Linked DNA regions of Pan troglodytes: region 2 is linked to region 1. A link is a contact called in public HiChIP or PLAC-seq data. All regions are on one chromosome and are shown on one strand. Each heading gives the region's core, a stretch centred on a gene start, on an enhancer-like site or on the middle of the called end of the contact. The rest is flanking DNA. Distances are from core to core; before and after follow the strand shown.

Region 1 (4,989 bases), core at 1,616-4,115:
AGGGTTTCACTATGTTGGCCAGGCTGGTCTGGAACTCCTGACCCCAAGTGATCCACTCGCCCCGGCTTCCAAAGTGCTGGGATTACAGGTGTGAGTCACTGCGCCTGGTCTGTAAATTCATATTTCAAAGTGTCTTTTTCATTGTTTTTTCAAATTTTATTACATTCCTTACAACATGGCTGATAAAGACCAGCATTCATACCAGAAAGAGACCTGTCAGCTGTGTCCTTTTCTACTTGTTTGCTGTGCTGGTAATTTTCACAGTATTTGGAACTTGCCATTTCTTTGCAGGAATATTTTGAAGCCATTTTTCTGTTCTCGTAGGAAAACCTAGTAACATGATCCTACGTTTAGTTAGACTGACACGACTCACTACACACTGCAATGCACTGCAGAATGCTGAAAGGGATGCGTGAGGACCCTGCTGCCCACCTCCCAGGCGTGGACCCTCGTTCCCTCAGGAAGTCTCTGCTTGACATCGGCCCTCATGACTCTCAGACAGAGATCAGATGTACAGATCAAGTGAGACCAATACATTTACTATGTCATAGAAGACCTTAATTCTTATTTTTATTTTTTATTTTTTGAGACAAGAGTCTCCCTCCGTCGCCCAGGCCGGAGTGCAGTGGTGCGATCTCGGCTCACTGCAAGCTCGGCCTCCCGGGTTCACGCCATTCTCCTGCCTCAGCCTCGCGAGTAGCTGGGACTACAGGCTCCCGACACCACGCCCAGCTAATTTTTTTTTTTTTTTTTGTATTTTTAGTAGAGATGGGGTTTTACCCTGTTAGCCAGGATGGTCTCGATTTCCTGACCCCGTGATCCGCCCGCCTCGGCCTCCCAATGTGCTGGGATTACAGGCGTGAGCCACGCGCCCGGCCAGAAGAGTTTAATTCTTTTCTCATTTTTAGGTTAAAAAATGAGTAGAGGCCGGGCACGGTGGCTCACGCCAGTAATCCCAGCACTTTGGGAGGCAGAGGCTGGCGGATCACCTGAGGTCGGGAATTCGAGATTAGCCTGACCAATATGGAGAAACCCCGTCTCTACTAAAAATACAAAATTAGCCAGGCGTGGTGGCTTATGCCTGTAATCCCAGCTACTCGGGAGGCTGAGGCAAGAGAATCGCTTGAATCCGGGAGGCAGAGGTTGGAGTGAGCCAAGATCATGCCATTGCACTCCAGCCTGGGCAACAAGCGCCAAACTCTGTCTCAAAAAAAGAAAAAACAAAATTAGCCAGGTGTGGTGGTGCGTGCCTGTAATCCAAGCTACTCGGGAGGCTGAGGCAGGAGAATTGCTTGAACCCGGGAGGTGGAGGTTGCAGCGAGCCTAGATGGTGCCACTGCACTCCAGTGTGGGCGACAGAGTGAGACTCCATTAAAAAAAAAAAATTCAGGGGAAAAAAAGCAATTAAAAAAACATAACTATAAAAATAATACAAATTACAAAACAACTATTTACATAGCATTTACATTATATTAGTTATAAGTAATCTAGAGATGATTAAAGTGTACGGAGGAATGTGCATAGGTTATATGCCAATACTGCCTCATTTTATATGAGGGACTTGAGCATAGAAGGGTTTTGGAGTCCACAGAGGTCCTGAAACCAATTCCCCCTTCCCATGCCTAGGATGACTGAATTATACAGCAGCAAAAATGAATATACTCAAGCTATATGCATGAGTCTCATAAATATAATGCTCACAGAAAAAAGCAAGTTGCAGAAGGGTAAATACGGTTGATATATAAAGGTGCTAAACACAGAAAGAACTATTTAATGATATACGGATGCAGTAAAAGTATAAGAAATGTATGCAAACTTACTTAAATTCAGGGTGGTGGTTACTTGGAGTAAGGCGAATGTTTGGGATGTCAGTAGGTACCTGACAAATGGCAACTTAACTTTGTTTTGGTTTTTTTGAGATAGGGTCTTGCCCTTTCGCCCAGGCTCAAGTGCTGTGGTGGGATGATAGCTCACTGCAGCCTCGATCTCCAGGCTCAAAAGATCCTCCCTCCCGCCTCAGCGTCCCAAGTAGCTGGGACCACAAGCGCGCGCCACCACGCCCGGCTAATTTTTAATTTTTTTTTGTAGAGTTGAGGTCTCACTGTGTTGCCCAGGATGGTCTTGAACTCCTGGGCTCAAGCGATCCTCCCGCCTTGGCCTCCCAAAGTGCTGGGATTACAGGTGTGAGCCACCGCGCCTGGCCTGCAACTTTACTTATAATAATCTGTGTGGCAGATGTCATTTGGCCCATTTTATAGATGAGGAAATTGAGGCACAGGGAAGTGAACTGGCGGAATTTCAGTTCCGCTGGGTTTTGACACTGAATCAACTGGCTGAACCAGCGAGAGGACGGCCCGGCTGGCTCTCAGGCCTCTCCCGGCGCTCCCTTCCGGACCGGTGAGTGAGACTCCTGGGGCCACGCCTTGTGAAATTCTGAGGCTTCTTTTCAGGGATCGAAATCCCCTCCCGGCTCCGCCCTGCGCGTTGGGCCCCGCCCCAGCGTGTCATGAATATGCAAGTGCGAGGAAGATATTTAAAGGCGTCGGCGCCACGCGCATATCCCTGCCCGGCGCTGCCCGCCCAGTTCCTGTTCCCAGACTGAGGCCCAGCCCCCTTCGCCCGTTTCCATCACGAGTGCCGCCAGCATGTCTGACAAACTGCCCTACAAAGTCGGTGAGTCCCAGGACCTGCAGCCGGTTGCGGCCGCCCGGGGCTTGTTCGTGGCGGGGGCTGCAGGGCCGACTCGGGGCGCTCTGGACCCCCTGGAATCGCAGCCTCGGCGCGTTTCTGGCCGCGCGAAGCCACCTGGAAGTTGGAGTTCTCGCGCGGCCATGAGCGGGCCGTTCCGGGTGGCCGTGGACTACAAGTCCCAGCATGCCCCGCGACGCCGGGGCCGCCGCGCGGTCTGCGAGCCGCAAACTGGCGGCGTGCTCCGCGGGAGAGCACACCTGGCCACGGCCTGGTACGGCTGGCACCTGCCGGACCCTGCTCGGGGGGCCTGCGCCCGGCCTCCTAGGCCTGGACCGGACCCTGTCCAGCTGGGCGGCCCCGACGAGCGTCCACCCCTCTCTGGGCCTCCTACAGGGACGGCGAGGGCACCCCGGAGGGTGTATGAGGAGAGGCCTGGAAAGCGAGCCCCAGGCCGGCTCGGGTCCTCCTCTCCCCTGGGACTTTGGGCCAGTTACCCAACCTGTGGGGTCCCCCACCCCGCCAGCAGGGGCAGCCTTGCCGAAATCTCGAAGAAAATTTGGAGTGGTTTGAAAAATCCTGCTGTCCCACCGATTGAAGTGTAATACAGGGATAGTTAACGTTTACTTAGTGTTTCCTGTGGGATCGGCACTGCCTTCTAGCTTTATTCTAGTCTCATGGCTCTGTAGGGAAACTTCTCATTTTATGATGAGAATCCTGAGGCAGAGGTAACTTGCCCTCAGTCTTACAGCTGGTGGTGATGGAGCAAGATTGGAACGCAGGCCATCTAGATCTCTGAGCGCACCCTTTCACCACTGTGTGCAAGCGAATACACGCGGAACAATCCTAGTGAATTTTCAGCAAAAACCAGTTCAGTTTGGCTGGTAGCTTTTCAAGTAACTTTGACACTATTGGACTGGGTGTGGTGGCTCACCCCTGTAGTCCCAGCACTTTGAGAGGCCGAGGTGGGCGAATCACTTGAGGTCAAGAGTTTGAGACCAGCCTGGCCAACGTGGTGAAACGCTATCTCTACCAAAAATACAAAAACTAGCTGGGCGTGGTGGCGGGCGCCTTCATTCCCAGCTACTCGGGAGGCTGAGGCAGGAGGACTGTTTGAGCCGGGGAGACGGAGGTTGCAGTGAGCCAAGATTGCACCACCACACTCCAACCTGTGCAACAGAGCAAGACCCTGTCCCAAAAAAAAAACAAACAAAAAAAGACACTATTAAGTCTGGAGAATGCCATCCACATTTATGGAAACACTTGCTGTATATCTGGTGATTTACGTGTGTTTACACAATAATCTTCATAGAGGTGGACGTAATCCCGTTATATAGAGCATGAAACTGAGGCCCTTGGGAGGTGACTTGCAAAGATTCTGTTGAAGTAGTTCATCAAGTTGCTACCAGAGTAGACTGTCTCCATTGTGTGGATGCTGAAACTGAACCCAGAAAGGTTATGTGAAGGTCACATCAATAGTAGAGCTGGAATGGGGGCTTGTCATACTGTGGAGAGATTAGTGGGTCAGGATTGGGGCCATTGGGTTGTGTGGGTGGAGATAAAGCTGGATTTGGGAAATGGGGAGCTTAGCTGGGTGGGGCTAGAGGAAGGAGGCCCTGCTGTATGCCAGATCTTGATCATATGGCATTATCTTTACTTAAGGCGCATAGCAAGCTAGGGATGATTATCCACACTTTACAGATGAAGAAACTGATGTTTACAGGGGCTCTTGCTGTTCCTCTTGGCTTGTCCTGGGGACAGGTGTTCCTGTGACTTTTGCAAGTCCTTAGCTCCAGAGATTGCAGCATCTAGCCTCTCCTGTGCCTTTGGAGTTGAGGGTCCCAGGGAAAACTGTGGGGCTGGCACAGTGTCCTCGAGGGCACTGAAGGAGTTATTTTTAGCTGGAGGGACATGTGGTGGTGGAGGGGTGGAGCTTAGCAGCACAGGGCATAACCCATTGTCCCATACAGCCGGGCCCCTCCCAGGAGGGGCCTTGAGAGGGGCCTCTGCTCTAGCCCTGCCTGGCTGCCAGTTCTGGTTCTGCGGTTAATTGGCTATGGAACCTGCAGCAAACTCCTCTCTGGGTCATTAGTAAATGCTGGGACTCAGACTAGGTTCAGATTTGTGTTGTTTTTCTTTGCCACCCTTGTCATGTGCCAGCCCCTCTCATGGATCTTTCATTCAGTTCTGACGACAGATATGGTCAGTAAACAGTTGCTGACCCCTTCTCTGAGCCAGGTCGTGCTGGAGACACAAAGGTGACCCAGAGACAGGGGTGGCACAGACATGCATACAGATAAA
Region 2 (4,970 bases), core at 389-2,888, 410 kb before region 1:
CAGATTTCCTTTCCCAGCCCTGCCAGCTTCCTGGTTCTCACATTCCCGGTTCTGCTCCAGGGAGAACCATTCCCTTTAATAACTACAGCAGCTCTGCCCAGAATAGCATTTGTGCCCTAAGCCACCCCTACCCCCAGCCCATCCTTGAGCAAACTCCCAGCAGGAATGGAGTTCCTGGTTCAGCCTCTAGGCCCATCCACTTGTTAAGTCAGAAACTCTCCTTATCCTATCCCTTCTCCTATACTCTCTGTGGGCAGAGGTGACGAGGGAGCAGCAAAACACCTGCAATTGTCTGCACTAGGCCAGGTCAGGCCCTTCCTAGCTGACAACCTAGGAAGTTGAGAAGGTAAAGGGCCAATAGAGGGAACCCTCACCCCACCCTCCACCCCAACATCAGCCCTGGAGACACCCCGAGGCAGCCAATGACTCACCTCTCTGTGATCCAAACAGCTGGGAGGCAGCGATTTTATTGGACTCTAGGACTTCAAGGTACAGTGAGGACAGAAGGGGTCAGGACCACAAAAGGTGAACCAATCTCCAGAGATTCCCTGGAAAAAGGTCCAGGAGTAAGGACACCTAGGAGCCTATCAAACCGTGATAAGGCTGAGCCCAAGATCGGGTCCCCAGTGGAAGGAGGATGTGTATCTTACCACTTGTACTGAGCCCCTATTATGTCTTTGCCCCTGGCTAATAATCCATCTGTCACTCAGTGAGCATGACTCTAATTGGTTATGTGACCTCGAGAGAGCTAATCCTCCTCTCTGGGCCTGTTGCCCCTTCCATGCACTGGGGTCTAAGACCCTTCATTTTGGGTCTGGGAGTGACATCAGCTAAGGCGCTGCACACAAATCAGGGATTAGGAGGATGTTATTCTGTTAGTCCCTGGGGGCGGAGTCTGGAGCCGGAGGGAGGGGATCCCACCACCATCTGGTGCTGTCCCAACCACCTGGAGTCCCATGCAGCCCTGAACTCCTGACGACCCCCTCAACCTAGGCCCAGCAGCGCCGTCTGACTCCTTCTCAGGTTGCAAAGAGAAAGTAGGGGATCAGAGGCCTGACCCCAGCCCCTGGATAAGCCTAGGAAATCGCCGATCCCCCTGCAGCCCCCTTTGGATTGCAGCGTCTCACCCAGGGCCCAGCCCCGACACAGCGGCTACCGGGTCACGGGAGGACAAGCGACCCGAGCCTGTGGGGGCGGTGCCGGCCTTGGTGACGTCTCAATGTCATATGCAAATAGAACGACGTCATGGTCTACCGGGCGTGCGGCAACCAATCGGGAGCCGGGAACGCGGCCCCGGCGGCCGCCGGCGGAGACAGACAAAGGCCCGGGCGCGGGGGGCGCAGGGCGTGTCCGTGGCAGGGGAGCCCCCAGGCCCACCCGGGTCGGGACTCACCTGGGGGCGGGAGGGGGGCGGCGCGGCGTTGAGGTAGTTGTGCGGCGGGGCGTCCCAGGGTCGCCGGCCGCTCACAGGCCGGGCCGCATCGCCGGGACTCGCGGGGGAGGCGGCGGGGCCGCGGTCGCTCCGGGCTGCTGAGCTCGCCCGCGGGGCTTTGAGTCTGTGCGGCCGCTGCGGCGGGGCTCACGGCACAAATTGGAACGTTCAAACAGCTGATTGTGACGTCACAAAGGGGCCCGCCCGCCTCGCGTCACCGGCTGGCGGGGCGGCGGCCAATCCCGGGCTGCGGATGCCCCCCTGCCCCTCCCCTCCCCTCCCCTCCCGGTTTGCGGGCCGGGCGCTCGGGCCGGGAAACGTTCTCGGAACCGGGAGGGTGAGTGTTCGGGGAGGCAGCTGCGGGGAGCTGGGAGCCCTGCGCCGCGGCGAGCTCTCCGCGAGGAGGATCTCCACTCCCTCCTACCGGCTCCTTATTTTCCTGATTCTTCCCGGATCGCAGCGCCCTCACCTCTCCCACTGCTCCCCAAATCCTTTCACTGCATCCTATATCCAAGTCCCCCGATGCGGACCCTGTTCTTGACCCACACCACGTCCGTGCACCTCCATTCTCCCCACTGCCCTTATTCCTGCTCTCCCTCCCTCCTCTGGCTCACCTCCTCAGCCTTACACACTTTCTGCTTTCCCACCCCGTTTTTCCTCAGCTCGGCGGGCTTGAGAAAAGAGGGACATCCCCAACCCCCGGTTCCCGGGGAGCATCTGGGAATGTAGAGAAGTTAGTGAAGCTGACGTGAAATTTCGCAGAGTAGGACTTGGAGAGGAATTGCCCTGGGCTGAGTAAACATTGACCTGAGACGGCTCTGCACTTGAACGTTTACATACCTTATTTAATCTATGTTGCTACCGGGGCTGTAAAGAAGTGGCAGGACAGGGACTGATTATGAGTCCTGATTTACACGTGGGAAAGCTGAGTCTCACAATCTCACTGTTAGCGTGTGAACTCATGTTCAACAATGCATTCAACATTTATTAGGCACCTACTATTGCACCACCATACCACTAGCTGACATGTATTGGCACACTTACTGTGTGCCACGACCTGTGCTATGGGTGTGTTTTTTTATCTTCACAACAACCCAAAAGGTAGATATTGTCCCGTTTTACAGTTGAGGAAACAGACTCAGAGAGCTCAAGTGACTTTCTTAGGTCACAAAAGTACAGTCAATGGCAGAGCCAGGATTTGAACCCATAGCTCCCAGCCCTGACCCTCTCCATTCTCTACATGAACCAGATGGTCTAAACCTCAGGGCGCTTCAGCCTCCCCAGAGTCCTGGCTTTCAGTCCTGACTGTGCCCTAGACTTGCTGTGTGACCTCAAGTCATGTTACCTCTCTGGGTCTCAGTTTGTCAAACAAACATATCCAGGCTTCCCTCTAGAGCTGCCATTGTAAGATTCTTCCACACTCTCTGCCCTCAGGATCCCACCCACCCCACGCTCTAGGCCCCAGCTCTCCCAGTGGCCTGGGAGATGCCCGAGAAGAGACCACAAATACGCATATCAGAATCTCCAGGGCCAGAGGTTCTAGGTCAGCAGAGCAGGGCTGGTGGGAGAGGGTCCGAGAACTGCCCACCTAGCCCAAAAGGAGGCCGGAGGTGACCTAGGCCAGAGGTTAATGCTCTAGTGATAAAACTTTTTTTTTTTTTTTTTTTGAGACAGAGTCTTGCTCTGTTGCCCAGGCTGCAGTGCAGTGGCGCGATCTCGGCTCACTGCAAGCTCCGCCTCCCGGGTTCACGCCATTCTCCTGCCTCAGCCTCCCGAGTAGCTGGGACTACAGGCGCCTGCCACCACGCCTGGCTAATTTTTTGTATTTTTTGTATTTTTGTATGTTTAGTGTTAGCCAGGATGGTCTCGGTCTCCTGACCTTGTGATCTGCCTGCCTCGGCCTCCCAAAGTGCTGGGATTACAGGCGTGAGCCACCGCACCCGGCACTCTAGTGATAAAACTCTATCCCAGCCTCATCTGAAACCCCCAAGGGACTCCTTAACCCTAGCGACAGGGGAAGAAGCCAGAAAAAAATAACCCAAGGTTGAGGGGTGGAGAGGGGAGTGGCATTGTGGCCCTTGGAGTGTTATACCCAAAGTGTCCTCATTCCATGCAACTCTGAGCCTCTGCCCATCACAGCCACTTCCTGCTAACCTCATACCCTTTCAGACCTACTTGCTGACTTTAATTAAATAATCCCTAACACGTCTCTCCTGTCAAGCCACTTGTTTGTTCTAAAACCTGATGTGGCTCCTAAAGCCCCACACTCCTAACACAGAACTCATGCCCCCCATGCTCCGGCCCCAGTTCTCTCCAGCTTCACCTCCCCTTCTCCTACACGCATCTTGTGCTAAAGTTAAACTCCTTGTTGACTCTACAGCACTCTCCCACCTCCACCCTTTTGCTCAAGCTGTTTCCCCTGCCTGGAATGCCTTCTTCAGAACTTTCTGAAATCCAGATCTTTCCTGTCTTCAAGATTCTACTTGGCCAGGTGTGGTGGCTCACACCCATAATCCCAGCACTTTGGGAGGCCAAGGCAGGAGGATTGCTTGGGGCCAGGAGTTTGAGACCAGCCTGGCCAATATAGCGAGACCACTTATCTGCAAAAAATGAGAAAATTAGCCAGATGCCATGCACCTGTAGTCCCAGCTGCTTAGGGAGGCTGAAATAAGAAGATCACTTGGGTTTAGGTTACAATGAGCTATGATCAAGCCACTGCATTCCAGCTTGGATGACAGAGCCAGACCCTGTCTCTTAAAAAAGAGAGAGAGAGAGAGGGAGAGATTCTACTCACCCTTTCTTCCTCTAGGTAGCCTTCCTTGTCCCTACCCACGAGTTGATGGCTACCTTGATGGACATTTATTTGTTCCATAAACAGTAAGTGATGATGACTCATTGTATGTGTATGTGTCTTCTCAAGTGAATGGTTGGCATCCCAAGGGCAGAGTCTTTGTCCCTATACTGCCCGCACCCAGCTTGTGGGGGTCTGGCATAGAGTAGACTTTCATCACAGGCTCAGTAGTTATAGCTTGAAGCTTAAGAAGGGTGGCTGGGGGCTGGGCGCGGTGGCTCACGCCTGTAACCCCAGCACTTTGGGAGGCTGAGGCGGGCGGATCACGAGGTCAGGAGATTGAAACCATTCTGGCTAACACGGTGAAACCCCGCCTCTACTAAAAATACAAAAAATTAGCCAGGCGTGGTGGCGGGCGCCTGTAGTCCCAGTTACTCAGGAGGCTGAGGCAGGAGAATGGCGTGAACCCGGGAGGCGGAGCTTGCAGTGAGCAGAGATCGTGCCACTGCACTCCAGCCTGGGCGACAGAGTGAGACTCCATCTCAAAAAAAAAAAAAAAAAAAAGAAGGGTGGCTGGTTCAGGAGTATACACCTGCACTCTCTACCCTGTGTGGCAATGGTCTGTTGAACACATGGTTCTGGTTCCCCAAGCCCAGAAAAGGGGGCTCTTGGCTACACTCTGGTACCTTAAGTGACCGGACTCTGTTCCCAGAATTAGCTGAACCCCATTTCTAGGCTGCTAAGTCT

Evidence for each region. HiChIP or PLAC-seq counts read pairs in DNA pulled down with a chosen protein or histone mark.
Region 2: an H3K4me3 HiChIP or PLAC-seq map of stem cell-derived excitatory neurons shows a contact between it and region 1, with 4 times the contacts expected there. The contact joins the promoter of TP53INP2 here to the promoter of AHCY in region 1. A contact is called at or near these places in 2 of 7 Hi-C or Micro-C datasets (induced pluripotent stem cells and stem cell-derived neural progenitor cells) and 1 of 1 datasets of contacts at active chromatin or transcription factors (stem cell-derived excitatory neurons).

Annotation. Positions count from the first base shown.
Region 1 is chr21:40,532,468-40,537,456 of NHGRI_mPanTro3-v2.0_pri, reverse strand. It overlaps AHCY (adenosylhomocysteinase), which reads left to right and starts at 2,865. Exons shown (of 10, transcript NM_001280434.1): 1 at 2,865-2,962. The coding sequence starts at 2,875.
Region 2 is chr21:40,938,615-40,943,584 of NHGRI_mPanTro3-v2.0_pri, reverse strand. TP53INP2 (tumor protein p53 inducible nuclear protein 2) reads right to left here and starts at 1,638. Exons shown (of 5, transcript XM_001160082.6): 1 at 1,394-1,638; 2 at 432-548.